3 separate regions of the Mus musculus genome follow, and regions 1 and 2 are each linked to region 3. The links are chromatin contacts, called in public ChIA-PET and HiChIP or PLAC-seq maps. All regions are on one chromosome and are shown on one strand. The core of a region is the stretch at or near the end of the contact, and the rest is flanking DNA. Distances in the headings are between cores, read along the strand shown. Region 1 overlaps Gtf3c1 (general transcription factor III C 1). Region 2 overlaps Il4ra (interleukin 4 receptor, alpha). Region 3 holds the start of Kdm8 (lysine (K)-specific demethylase 8).

The links. ChIA-PET counts read pairs in DNA pulled down with a chosen protein or histone mark. HiChIP or PLAC-seq counts read pairs in DNA pulled down with a chosen protein or histone mark.
Region 1: a contact with region 3 is called in an H3K4me3 HiChIP or PLAC-seq map of the 230-238 cell line, with 11 read pairs. The contact joins the enhancer-like site here to the promoter of Kdm8 in region 3. A contact is called at or near these places in 9 of 39 promoter capture datasets (the C10 cell line, the HPC-7 cell line, hematopoietic stem and progenitor cells and 4 more), 1 of 484 Hi-C or Micro-C datasets (bone marrow-derived macrophages), 5 of 115 datasets of contacts at active chromatin or transcription factors (the 230-238 cell line, CD4 T cells, large pre-B cells and 2 more) and 4 of 9 other capture datasets (adipose tissue, liver, macrophages and 1 more).
Region 2: a contact with region 3 is called in an RNA polymerase II ChIA-PET map of memory CD8 T cells, with 4,975 read pairs. The contact joins the enhancer-like site here to the promoter of Kdm8 in region 3. A contact is called at or near these places in 16 of 39 promoter capture datasets (the 3T3-L1 cell line, the C10 cell line, the HPC-7 cell line and 10 more), 1 of 15 datasets of contacts at CTCF or cohesin (embryonic stem cells), 7 of 484 Hi-C or Micro-C datasets (bone marrow-derived macrophages, cranial neural crest, embryonic fibroblasts and 4 more), 23 of 115 datasets of contacts at active chromatin or transcription factors (the 230-238 cell line, CD8 T cells, the NIH/3T3 cell line and 16 more) and 5 of 9 other capture datasets (adipose tissue, embryonic stem cells, liver and 2 more).

What each region holds. Positions count from the first base shown.
Region 1 is chr7:125,678,653-125,682,896 of GRCm38.p6, forward strand. Gtf3c1 (general transcription factor III C 1) reads right to left here. Exons shown (of 37, transcript NM_207239.1): 7 at 2,450-2,611; 8 at 174-289. Among named protein-coding and RNA genes, the nearest start is that of Gtf3c1, 27 kb to the right of the region's middle. Within about 2 kb of position 1,494, at least 18 of the 459 cell types and tissues checked have an H3K27ac peak or open chromatin away from gene starts, as enhancers often do. A contact at or near this core is called in the 230-238 cell line, where this site is marked.
Region 2 is chr7:125,579,056-125,583,236 of GRCm38.p6, forward strand. Il4ra (interleukin 4 receptor, alpha) reads left to right here. Exons shown (of 11, transcript NM_001008700.4): 11 at 1-419. Among named protein-coding and RNA genes, the nearest start is that of Il21r, 22 kb to the right of the region's middle. Within about 2 kb of position 2,351, at least 135 of the 459 cell types and tissues checked have an H3K27ac peak or open chromatin away from gene starts, as enhancers often do. A contact at or near this core is called in CD8 T cells, the HPC-7 cell line, the NIH/3T3 cell line and 9 more, where this site is marked.
Region 3 is chr7:125,441,842-125,446,370 of GRCm38.p6, forward strand. It overlaps Kdm8 (lysine (K)-specific demethylase 8), which reads left to right and starts at 2,779. Exons shown (of 8, transcript NM_029842.5): 1 at 2,779-2,951.

The sequences.
Region 1 (4,244 bases), core at 244-2,743, 240 kb after region 3:
GGCTTCAGTTTTTAAGAAGCAAAACCAGAGAAGCCCTCAGTGAAGGGAGGCCTAGCATGCTAGTAGCCTCATACAGCTACCTGCCCATGGACAGACAGTACTGCATCTGCTTCTCCAACGTATAATCCCATGGGAGCACCAGATGAGGTATTGTAGGGATGACAGGATGTTACCTTGACAACCTTGAACCTCTGAAGGAGCCGACACAGCATTCTTGCTTCCAGCTTTCCCACGTTCATAGCAACTCGGATCTCAGCTTGGGAAATTCCTTTCGTTCCTCTGCGCTCAACTGTGAACAATACCACACTTGAACCCCACCACTGCACAGGGGCAGCTGCTCACAGCCACTTCCCTGCTCCCTGGCTAAGCACGAAAGTGGAACCGCCAGAGAAAGCACTCTCCCCTTCCCCAGGAGCACTCCACTGCCAGACTGAAGAGCTACCTGACCCTGAGAACACCAGCTGCTCACTTTGTGTGTAGCTCCCTGGTTCTCCATGCTAAAACATGAATGGGAAAGCAAATTGTGGCTCTATTCCAAGAGAAGCGGACCTATTAAAAGTCTCTATCACCTTTAAGCAGCAGGAGGAAGTTAGCCTTTTCTCACAAATGAACTTACTCAGATTAATGAAACTGACCCTTTCAAAAAACATCAAAATGCTTTTTAAGATAATATTTGGGGGTGGCAGGGAGGGCTGTCCTTGAACATGCGATCATCCTGCCTCAGCTCCCAGGTACATGTGCCCCATGTTCCTTCCTCTTCTGAAAACGTCTCTTAACGTGCGTTTTCATGTTCCTGTGGAGACCAACAATTGCCCCTTTTCTCACAGCCTGACCAGCAAGAAGTATCCGAGGAAATGATGGCAGCAGCGCCATAGCCGAGAACAGAACTTGCTGCCTGTTTTCAGTACCGTGTATGCAGTCTGCAGTTCCTGCCCTGGAGTCCATGCCTGTTACTCAGTACAGTACCTGCCTTTCACAAGTCTTTTTGAAATACCCTGGGATCAGATATTCCAGGGAGGAACCTGGTTGGAGGCTGATACATGAGCTTTAGACAGATGATGGCAAAGCTCTTTGAACAGAAAACACTGCTTTTTAAAAAAAAATGCATTCACACATTTGAGGGTACCAGGCAAAAACCAGTCAGGGTGCAGGAGGCTTTCTACGTCAGACACACATAAAGATGGCCATCAGAATGAGAGGAGATGGCTCATGGGGCATAAATGGGGACAAGAGGGCTATAGGCAGTTGTTTCTAAACTATGTTCTGAGGAATCTGAGCCACCACAAGAACTGTCAATCTATCAGCCTTCATAAAGGCCAAGTGAGTGATTAGCCAGCATGGCCTGCGGTGGAGGCTATGATGCAACAATTCAGAAGGCAACAGAGGTGCCAGAACCTGCGCAACAGAACGGCAGAGAGGCTGAGTTCTGTTGTCTTCAGTGGGATGGCTACGCTCACTTCCTCTGTGCAGCAGACCGCGAGATGCTTGCAGTATGGGGTAGAGCTCTTGCTCTCTATTGGGCTGTTCTAAGAAGAAGTAGGTGGTACTCTCCACGTGTCTGCTAATCCTCTGCCTCTCTTCCTTTATGCAGCAGCAAGGCCCCATCGGTAGCAGAGCAGATACCAGCACCTAATCCAAACTCACCAGCTTCCAGAACTACACGTCAAAAACAACACTTTTCTTTAAATACTGTCTGCTCTTGGATGCTTTGTTAAGCATCAGAAAACAGATTAAGATAAACAGCCAGCCAAGCCTGAGCGTTTCTGTGGGTGCTGTTGCAGCTAATTTACTCTTGTGCCTTTTATCTGAGAATGTGCTCATGTCGGTTTCATCCAATGTGATGGTTAACTTTAGGTGGATTAAGGGATTCTCAGGTGGTCAAGCATTATTAAGTAGGTCTATGAAGGTGTCCACTTCCGGCAGAACCTGGCCTATGAGTCACAGGGTAACAGGGGAGGGAGGGTATGCCTAGATAGGTGGAGCATATCATCAACCAGGAGCCAGTAAGAACAAAAGAACCGACAGGCAGGAAAGGCAACTCACTCTCTCTCCACTTCCCTCCTACCTGGGTCAGGAGCACCTTCTTCCCTTGACCTGGATCATGAAGACCCTGGGTTTTCCACTTGTGGCAGCTATGGTAGGCCTCAATGTCCACGCCACATGAAACAATCTCCCTAATAAATGCCCTCAGTCTACTGATGCACCTCTATAGAGAATTCTGTTGTCATTCCCCATTTTCACAGACAGGGAAGCAAGGCTCAAGGATCTTGTTAAAGCCACATATCTAGGAGGCAACAAGGCTCCACCCTGAACTTGATCCACAGCCGAAGCCTGGAGAGAAGCCTGCCACCTCCTAGGCTTTATGCGCTGGAGCCCCACTCCCCTCACGGGGACACCTTTCCCACTCTAGGGCTCATAGCCTCAGGCAAGGGCTGTGAGCGGGACTCACTGAGCTCGTAGGTCTGCGTGAGCATGTCCCGCTCAAAGACGATGTCCACAGGAGGGACTCCCTTGGAGATGACCTCCTCATCGTCATCATCATCGTGGTCGTCTTCCATCTTTCGCTTGAATTCCTTCAGGAGCTTAAGACAGCGCACCATGACATCAGTTCCTAGGAACAGGGCATACATCAGCAAGCAATAGACACAGCACCTCATGGGAGAGCATTGATGACATCCTGAAAGGCCATAGCTGACCTGTCATCACTGCAAGTTCATCCCCTGTGAGGTGTGAGAGCAGACGGCTTAGTGGTTAAGAACACTTGCTGCACTTAGAGGACCTAGGTCCAGTTCCCAGCATTCACAGGTTTGCTTCTTGGCACCTCACATTAGAGAGCTCATAACTGCTGTATCTAGCTCTAAATGCAGAGGATCAAATAATCCAATCTAGCCTCCAGGGCATCCCCACACATATGGCACGTATTAGCAGACACATACACAAAAATAAAATGAAAATATAATATAAATAAAATGAATATAAATTTAGGAAGAAAAAAAAACCCTACAATACCTACTACTCTTAGGGGCAAGACTATAGTGTCTTGTTAACAAATTTAGAGAAGGAAGAAATACTTGCAAAAGGGTCAGGAGGCACCCTGCTAGCTTGCCAGTGTAGCCGGAAGACATAGTCTATTCCTTTGAACATTCATTCTTCCAGGTAGGGGCCACACATGGGATTTGCTCAAGAAATGAAGAACAACTTTTCCTTTAAAGCCAACAAGAGCCCTTCTGGTGACTGAGGGTGGGACTGAGGATAAACGTAGTTTACAAAGAACTCAAAAAGAGGCAGTGGCAGACAAGACTAAGAGGTCTTAGCTAGCACTGTTATGACATTACTGCCAGTGACAAATACAGACAAGGTGGGACCTTGCTGCAGTACAAGCCATGCTCTGGGCTGCTATGGGCTCTGAAGGAAATTTGCACCTACCTCCAGATAGCCTACCACATCAGGGGAAAACCCACACTTAGGCCCAAGGAAAAGGACAACAAAGACAGGAAACAATGTAGATGCCTGGCATAGACGTATGCCAGCTCACTGGTCCTAAGGACTCTAGGAGTCATTTTATATACAAGGGAACTGAAGCATGGAAGGGTTAGATCACCTGCTCAAGCTCCCCACAGCTTGTCAGTGACAGGCAAATTACGCTGTCAGGTTTCCTTAAGTAAAAGGAGAAAGCTAAGGGTGAGCAGGGCAAATGGCATGCAAATTCAGTGTGACACCCACCAGAATGATCGAACTCTGGGAAATTTATCAAGAAGTCCTAGAACAACTGGAGGAGGTAAAAGTCTTAGGTGACTGCAAAGGGGCCTGCCCAGAGTCTCAAAGTCATATGACAACCAGATAGGTAGGAAGCTGCCTTTGCTCGGCTAAATGATATGTTCTTTCTGTGTTGTTGCAGGATAGTTATCACACAGTTATTTACTATTACATCTGTCAGTTAATGTGGTTGGAAAAAAAAAAAACCCAACGTTAATGGAGAAGAAGAAAGCCCACCAACATTACAGAAAGCAGAGGACATCTGACAGAAAGACAAGAGAGGACAGGAGACATCTGACAGAAAGGCACAGAGGAAAATTCACCTAAGATCAGCTCTAGAGGAAACATCAGCTCTGTGATTTCATTTGGACACTCAGACTTGGGAGACCCCAGAACAATGGTAGCCTTGGGCTCAGAGCAAGGGGTGATGCAGGAGCCTCTGAGACAGTGGATCATTATCAAATCACAGTAAGCTACCCCAAAAGATA
Region 2 (4,181 bases), core at 1,101-3,600, 140 kb after region 3:
GACAGTGAGATCCTGTTCAATAAACGCAGCTTCCCAGTCCGGCACTTGACCTTCAAGCTCTGACCTCTGGATTAGCCCAGGATTTCTTCACTGGTCCTCCACCTTCCACCCCCTTCCACTGCTTATACCCGCTCCCATCATTTCCAACCCAGGAAGCTGCTAAGATCTATGTGGTAGCCCTGGCTCCATTACCACCCTCTCCCCATCTCCTGGGTGACTGAGGGAACTAAGGTACAAGCCCGAGGAACTTGGGATTCCCTGCCCTGCTGTTACCTTGCCTCCTGTCTGCCATCATTAACATAGGAGGTGCCAGCCTGTGCCGTCCTGGCTCCCATACTCACTACCTAAGGCTACCTGTTGGGAATTCCAACCCTCACCAGTCCCATCTCTTCATTCTATTAAAATTACTTATCAAGCAACTTCTCTCAGAGAGACAATTATTAAATTTTCTCAGATCGTGAGCACAAATCAAAATTTTATTTCGAATTTGCAGAATAAGAATCAGGACTCATGGAGAAATGTATGTGCTAGTTATATTTCGCAACTGGTGAAAGACCCAGAGAATCAGCCTATAGGACAGACCTGTTTTGGCTCATAGTTCAGTGTATTCCTTCCACCATGGTGGGGATAGCATGGTGGCCTCAGTGGCTCTCTGCTGGGGAAAGAACTTGCACTGGGGTTTGTCCGTACCCTAGTGAAAGGAACTGGAGGTGGCCATCGCCTTCAAGGCCCACTGGTGTCACTCTTCTGCTAGAAAGGCCCAGTGTCCAAAAGGTTCCACCATGTCCTGGAACAATGTCACCACCTGGGAACCAGGTGTTCAAAACACGAGCTGTGGGTGCACATTTTATAGCCAAACCATAGGACACTGGCTCAAAGCTCAATCCGAGGAAGGAGCTTTGTAAGCAAGTGACTGTGTACAACGGCTCTGCCCCACAGAGCCGTGTGCTGAGATAGAAGCTGCCGAGACTGCTTCCTGTGCTCTCACCCTGTACCACGCACAAGTGAGTTATAAAGAAAAGAGGCTTTTTTCAGTTCATAATTCTGAGGTCAGGAGGTGGAATCTAGAGATGGCCTTGCTGATGGAGCCCTCAGGGGAGTCAGGGCACCCCATAGGAGAACATGTGTGTGTGCTCATGTATGTGTGTGGTGTGTGTGTGTGCTCATGTATATGTGTGATATGTGTATGCCTGTGTATGTATGTGGTGTGAGTGTGTGTTCATGTATGTGTGTGGTGTATGTGTGCTTGTGTGTGTGTGTGTGTATGTGCAAGCACACTCGTGTATGCATGTGGTGAGTATGTGTGTGCTCATGTATGTGTGTGGTGTGAGTGTGTGTTCATGTATGTGTGTGTGTACAAGCATGCTCATGTATGCATATGGTAAGTGTGTGTGTGCTCATGTATATGTGTGATGTGTGTGTGCTTGTATATGTGTGTGGTGTGTGTGTGTTCATGTATGTGTGTGGTGTGAGTGTGTGCTTCTATTATGTGTGGGGTTTGTGTGTGGCATGAGTATATGTGTGTGTGCTCGAGTATGTGTGTGGTGTTTGTATATGTGTGTGTTCATGTATGTGTGTATATGCATGTGTACTTGTATATGTGTGTGGTGTGAGCGTGAGTCTGGTTTCTGTGTATAGTCCTTATGATTCCAGGGCCTGCTCTAATGAGTTTACCTAACCCTGATCCCCTCCCAAAGGCCTCTCTAAATACCACAGTGACTAATTTCCTCCTCTTAATCCCTCTCCACAAGCATTCACATCCAGTCAAGTTTCCCAGGGGGACACACCAGATTCAAACCACACAGGAAATGCTTCCCAGTACTTAGCCAGGTTCCTTGGAATGCAGCTGGTTTGACTGAGGAGTTGAAATTTTCACTTAAAATGAACAATTTTATTTAAGTTTATTGGCATCTAAGCTTTGTTTCTGTGTGTTTTTGTCAACAGCCTCCACTAAGAGAGGACAGGGAAAGATCTAGAAAAATGAAAAAAGAAAGGACCCAAGGGTTGGTGTGATGTCTGTAGAGGGTTCCTGCGCGTGGCGGGCGCAGCCACCAAGGTGTTGTGAGCTGGGATTTTCCCAGCAGCCCCCGCTGTGCTGGATGCCCTGGAAGCCACGATGATGCTTTAACTTGGTGGAAGAAAACGCTGTTTGCGCTTATTCTGGTTCCGGCCTCGTGGGCTGCCGCGGAGCGCGCGTAGCCTGTTCAACTTTCCTGACATAAATTTCCCACTTAAGTCATTAAGTCAAAACCAAAAAAAAAAATCCCAGACCACAGGGCACGGTTCTGTTCACCGCGGGTGCACTGCGCGCTGTGGGTTCACAGCGCCGGTGACGTCGCGGATTTGCGGTGATACCACACTGAGCTCAAGAGACGTCAGTGTCCGTGGGACCGTGGACATGGCGTGACACCACTCTGGGGTGAAACGCGGGAAAAATGAAGGCAGGAGCAAGTGATGCCCAGCAACTCCTGTGTCCAGAGGGAGGGGAAGGGAAGGGCCGTGCCTCAGTCCCTGCTGCCCCCTGGTGGCCCGCACTGTCTCAGCACCAGCCTGCGTTCCTGGAACTCCCCAACTGCGGCCCAAGTAGGTGCAGCCCAGCTTCTGCTTGTCTCTGACAATGCTCCTGCTCTGGAGAACAGCACAGACATTCAGGATACCCTAAACCCAACTGTCTGGCACCGGGCCAGTCTGCAACTTATCTGAGCTCACATATGCATCTGTAATTGACACCTGTCTCACGAGCCCGTGGTGAGAATTAAATACATCACCACTTCAGTGAGCCCCTGGAGTGGCTCTTGCACACAAAACTCTTTAAAAGCATCTGCTAAGCTTATTCTTGATGTCCGACTGAGTGCGTCTGGGCAGTGCGGGAGTTGAGCAGTAAATTATGCTCAAGGAAAATGGCACCCTTAATCCCAAAGACAGCACAAGTCCAGGATAAAATGTGCCCCGCTGTCACCACCCTGTGTCTGCACATGTCCCCATCTCGCCATAGGCTATGTGCAGAGTGACTCTTGGCTGTTTTTCCTTTACAGTGCTGGGGTCATGAGCAGAGGTCCTCACAGCAGGCAAGAACTCCACTGCAGAACCACCCCAATCCCTCTGCCATTACATAGCACCAACTTCTCATAGGTCCAGGTCCTCTGTCCCAGCTCCTTCCATGCAGACCCAGATCCAGGCCCTCATATAGAGCACCACTCTGTAATGTTATGACTTTGTGGTCTGGGCACACATCTGTATTGCACACTGTCCTTTGTGTCTGTCCCTTGGGCCTCTGATGAGTTCTGGCTACTCTGACTTACCCTCCTTGCTACAGTTCTGCCATGATTTCCAGCTGACCACCGAGGCCCAAGTCACTCTACATGGTTTTTTGTCCTTTGCTACCATGGGACCACAGGCCACACTGACAGTCCTCCCTAATCAGGAAAAGCAGCAGGAGAAAGTCCTTTGCCGTTTTCTTTCCACTCTGCGTGTAATGTATGGTGCTTTGTCGTCCACACTGTGGTCATGAAGAGACAGTATCGAGATGGAAGATAAAGGCAAATGAGGTGCGGCAGAGAGGGAAAAGTCCTCGAACGCATCATCTAATCGTCAAACCCTGCCTCCTGAGTCTAAAGCCATGTGCTTTTGTTTAAACAGAAATTCCTTTGCAAAGGTAACCCAATCTTCAGTGTTGTAGCGGATGGAACAAGGAACTCTGAAGCTACCTTCAACTAGGCATGCCCTAGTTCCTGGAACCTGTGCACATGTTTATACTTTCAGGGAAGCAATGAATGTTACAGTCAGAATAAAAATTACAGTACCAACCCAGGGGCCTCCTTCTTCCCTGCAGCCACAGGGTGGGGAGGGGGGAGGGAAGGGGATGTGGTCCACTTCAGTCTCTTCCTCCTCCTTTGGATTTCTCCTTCCTCTTTCTTCTTTTACGCCCCCATCCTCTTCCTCTTCTTTCCCCTCTTCCTCCTCTCTTCCTTTCTCTTCTGCCACCTCTTCGCCCACTAAGTTAATTACAATCCTTTCTAAATCTGGTCCTACAGAGACAGGCACCGTGACTTGTAAATGAATGACGGATGGACTGATGTCTCCCACTGTCTCTTCTCAGTGCCCTTGTGTAAACCCCAGAGCCACCCACAGCATCTGTTGGGCATCTTCACAGCCAGTGTTCAGCCATGTCAGCAGCCCAG
Region 3 (4,529 bases), core at 1,529-4,028:
AAAGCCACTTCTGTTTGGACATCCTAACATCTTTGTGCCTTGCTGAGGTTACTACTGTAGGCTCACTCACCAGCTCTTTGCTGAGACAGTGATGTAACTGGAACAAGAACACAGCATAATAAGTGACCATCACACACAAGGCAAGAGACAAAAACCGGAAGGTCTCCACTCTCCTCTTTGAGCAACTGAAGTGCATTAAACATCTCTCCCGCAGTCACACTAAATGTTGTTTTTGAGTTTAGAGTCTTGTTTGTGTATTTAAAATAAATTTCATAATTAAGCCACAAATGTTCCCAGAGCACTTGGAGATATTTAAATTATAGGCTTCAGATCTAATGGAGAAAAATCACAAATATGGGCACAAATGATTCCTTTTGTTTGCTTGGTGCCTTTCATGGCTCTCAAATGGGTCTGCCAGCTTAATGGCCACTTCCAAAGCCACTAGGATCAGAGCGGGTGGTGGCAAGGAGATGACAGGAGGCAAAACCCCTACAGTGATGAAAAATTACACTTCTTTTAAGGAAACATTTCCTTTGTGCCTATAACTCATAATAACAGGCTGGTTTTGAATACACAAACAAAGCTGGGGGCGGTAGTTCAGTGGGAGAGTGTGTTAATATGTGTAAGGCCCTGGGTTCTATCCCCAGCACTAAACAAAAGACACAGATAAGCAAGCTGACAAAGCAGTGTTTGTCTCTCTGGCTGGCAGCACTCCAGGCCACAGACTGCTGCCTAAATCCCATCCCCGAACACTGTGCAAGAGGGTTTTTGTAACTGCAGTTTCTGGGTTCAAGTCTCCTTTGGCAATTGCTACGGGATCTGTTTGGACAACTCAGAAACTAACGTCCACCCTACCACAGTATCTCTGTAGCAAACTCTCTTCCACTGTCACATAAAGATCAAATTCTGACTTAGTAAAGAGAGCTTTAAATATATATATATATATATTCGAAAAGAGAAAAAAAAAAAGACCATAGCTTATCATTGTAGTAGAGAGCTTGTGGTCAGAAAGTCTGCAAGTGCCCTGAAGACTAAACAAGAAGAGCTGACAGAGAAGGGGCTGGGGGAAAGGACATATGGAAGTCAGAGGTCAATGGTGGGTATCTTCCCAAATTGCTCTCCATCTCATTTTCAGACAATGTTGATAAGCCACCACCACTGAAATGAGACAACTTAAGCCAGATTAGATTGTATTAAAGGCAGGTTTATTGGAAAAACTGTTCTTGGGTGGGCAAGCTCACTGGCCCCAAGTCCAGGGAAGTTGAGCCATGGGTAGTGGGCGGGGGGTTGTTACAGGGAGGGGAAGAGTGAAGGGAGGGAGGGAGAAAGAGAGAAAGGGGCCCCACACACAGAGTGAAGAGAGAGACCAAAATGTCTGGATTATATAGGGAAGAAGAGCTTCTGGGGGGAAGGGCAGTCCAGCCCCCACGCTAGAAAGTTCAGGGTTGGGAGCAGGGTATGCCAGGTAGGGACTGAGGGATTCTGGGAGAACCTGGAGGCCAGGTCTGCTTTGGTGTGTAAAATATGCACCCGAGTCCCTTGTCCTGGGGTTCAAAACCAAACAAGCATCTCTCACTGAACCTTGATCTCACTGACTCTGCTGGGCTGACAGGACAGAAACCCTGGGGACCCTCCTGTCTCTGCCTCCCCAGTTCTGGAACTGCAGGTGCTTGCCCCTGCACTTGACTTTTTACTGAGAATTTACAGCCAGGCCCTCACACTTGCAAAGCAAGCACTTAAACGACTGCTCATCTTCCCAGTTAGAGCTTTTCTTTCACAGGAAAGAAATCCAAAGCTAGAAAATTCAGGAAATAAAATAGAAGGGTGGCCTGCTAATATAGCAGGTCAGAGCTACTACACCCCGGGTGTCAGCCTGTGCACAGCTGCATGGGGACCAACATGCAGGCACCTAATTTGGCTGTCCAGCATTTTGTTGATAAGTGGGGACAAGTAGTTCGATTAATCACTTATTAAACCAAGCATGAGTTAGGTGTGGTGGCGCATGCCTTCAATCCCAGCACTCTGGAGGCAGAGGCAGACGGATTTCTGAGTTCGAGGCCAGCCTGGTCTATAAAGTGAGTTCCAAGACAGCCTGGGCTATACAGAGAAACCCTGTCTCACACACACACACACACACACACACACACACCCTAAAAACAAACAAACAAACAAACAAAAGACCAAGCATGGAACTTTGGAATGCTGGCCTGTCACAGAGAATGAAGGGATATCCTGGAGTTCTGTCTAAGTCCTATTGGAAGGATGTTTTCCTTGCAGAGACAGGCTGTGTGGAGTGGTGTGGCAGCAACCGATTCAGTGTTCCTGAGAAAACGAAAACTGAGGAGTGCCACATCCCGACTCAATCCCTGCTGACCAGTAGAAGTCACACTCCAAATCCAAGGCTAGCAGATCGCTGCAGGGAATCGTTTGCTGCTGCTGCTCCAGGCACCTCTGGAGTCAACCGGGAGAGAATGCTCGAAACTCAAAACTCGAACTGACTGCCACACCACTCCACATAGTCTGTCTCTGCAAAGAAACCATAGGCCAACTCACGGAAACCAGTCCTGCAAGCAGTACTTGTGGGCTCAAATTATATACGTGACTTCTAAAATCATGTGGCTATTTTTCTTCCACCTCGGCTTCCTACTCTGTAAAATAGGGAGAACTCATTATCTGAGTTGGAAGGATTGGGTAGTCGCAAGTGACAAACTGCTCTGCAAGGTATGACCCGGAAAAGAAAGCTCAAGCCTCCCAAGTCTTTGAACCGGAGGAGGGCGGGGCCTGGCATCGATTGCTCCGCGTTCCTCTAGGCACCCGTCGCGATCAGCCGAGTCAGAAGTGATCGATGCTCTCGGTGTAGTCGGTGATAAAGCCAGCCGAAGAATCTTCGCCCGGACGGAACCAGTCGTCGCCAGCAACGAGAGACACAAACAAGTCCAAGCGCCAGAGAGGTTAGTTGGAGCTCCAGGCAGCTGCAGTTGCTTAGACTTGCAGCCTGGCCGTGAAGGACGGATTGCGCAGGCGCCATGCTAAAGCCCGGCGCGGGCGAGCCGGGACGGTTTCACGCAGGCGCCTTGGGAGGCCTGGGAGCTGCTTGAAAAGCCGCGTGCGTAGTAGCTATCTGCTCCCCACAAACAGTTGAAGGAGCTGCTAGGGATGTCAAATAGCGCATGCGTGCAACTGTCGTGCCCTTCCCTTTTAGGCTTCGGTTAGTGGTTCAAGTGTGAGGATAGGTTTAGTGGCGAGACCGGCCCACATAACCACGCCTGCGCCGTCTGTCCGGAAGGCATGGCTGCGGCCACTGCTACCTGTTTCCAATCTCCATCCTCGAACCCGTTCGCCCAAGTCCGCCTGTCCCCCGTAAGCGGACAGAGGTCCACAGCAACAACCAAAGACTTCCTGGGAGTCGGGGCGTCTTCTCTTAGGCCACTTAGCCAGCCCTCCAATCCAGACTGTCCAGAAGGGCGTGAGCAGCCGGGTACTTTGAGAGAAGGACTGCACGTGCTTTCCCTAGACTGTTGTTCATGCTAAGGCATCCAGCATCCCGCTTAGCAACCAAAACCGGTTTCTGTAATGCATCCCCAAAAAGTGCACTTAGGAAGCGAGGCTTGATTCCGTTCGGCCCCGTTTTTGGCTCCTTTGGTTTTGGTGTGAGCAGCTTAGTTCACTTAGGAAGCCCAGATAGAACCACACAGATTAGATCCTGCACCCTTTGGGTGACATCCTTTCGCAAAAAGCGTCGTTTTGTACACCAACAAATGGGCCTTTATTTAAAGACCTTTTAGAATTAAGGCTACAGAGAAACGTTTTGTGCAACCCGCACCTGGCCATTACTTGAAAGCAGTGCCTTTTGCCTGACACGTGAATGTAGAATACCAGAAGGCCACCTTGCAAGCAAAGACACAGCCCCTACCAACTTCAAAAGCAAAGCAATGGCCGGCAAGATGTCTTTAAGGCCTATTAACTGTTGCACTGTGGGAGAGAAACTTATACTGGAACATATGAGGCCATTGAGGCTGGTACATGTGGCCTGTGTTTGGGTGATTGTGGGTGTCATTTTACCAACAATAACCCCCGGTTTTGTTTGTCTAGGCTCTTAAATTTATAGTCTCCTGGTTTAGGTGGTGAATTCCACAGTTAGGCCATCTATACCTGACTATTGGAAGCCTATTTATACATCTCACAATAAACTTTTATATGGTACTCTGGGAAGCCAATTTAGAGGCTAGTGTGGGTACACTGTTAAAGACTGGTTTATAAACCAACAGTTGCTCCCTTCTGTGGCAGGCCTTTTGGTTAATACTGCCTTTTCTAAGAGGCAATTCGGGGAGAGGGTATAGGAAGCCAGGCCATACTTATAGCCAGGTTACAGGGCCACTTAGTCTGGTCCTATCTGTGTCAGACCGGGTTGTGTGGGAGCACTGGGGGGTTGACTTGAAACCTGGGCTTGAGGCCATAGAGAAAGGCAGTCCAGGCAGTATACACTGGAAGGCCTGTTCAAGCTTCTGGTTGTGTGAAGACTGTTGCTT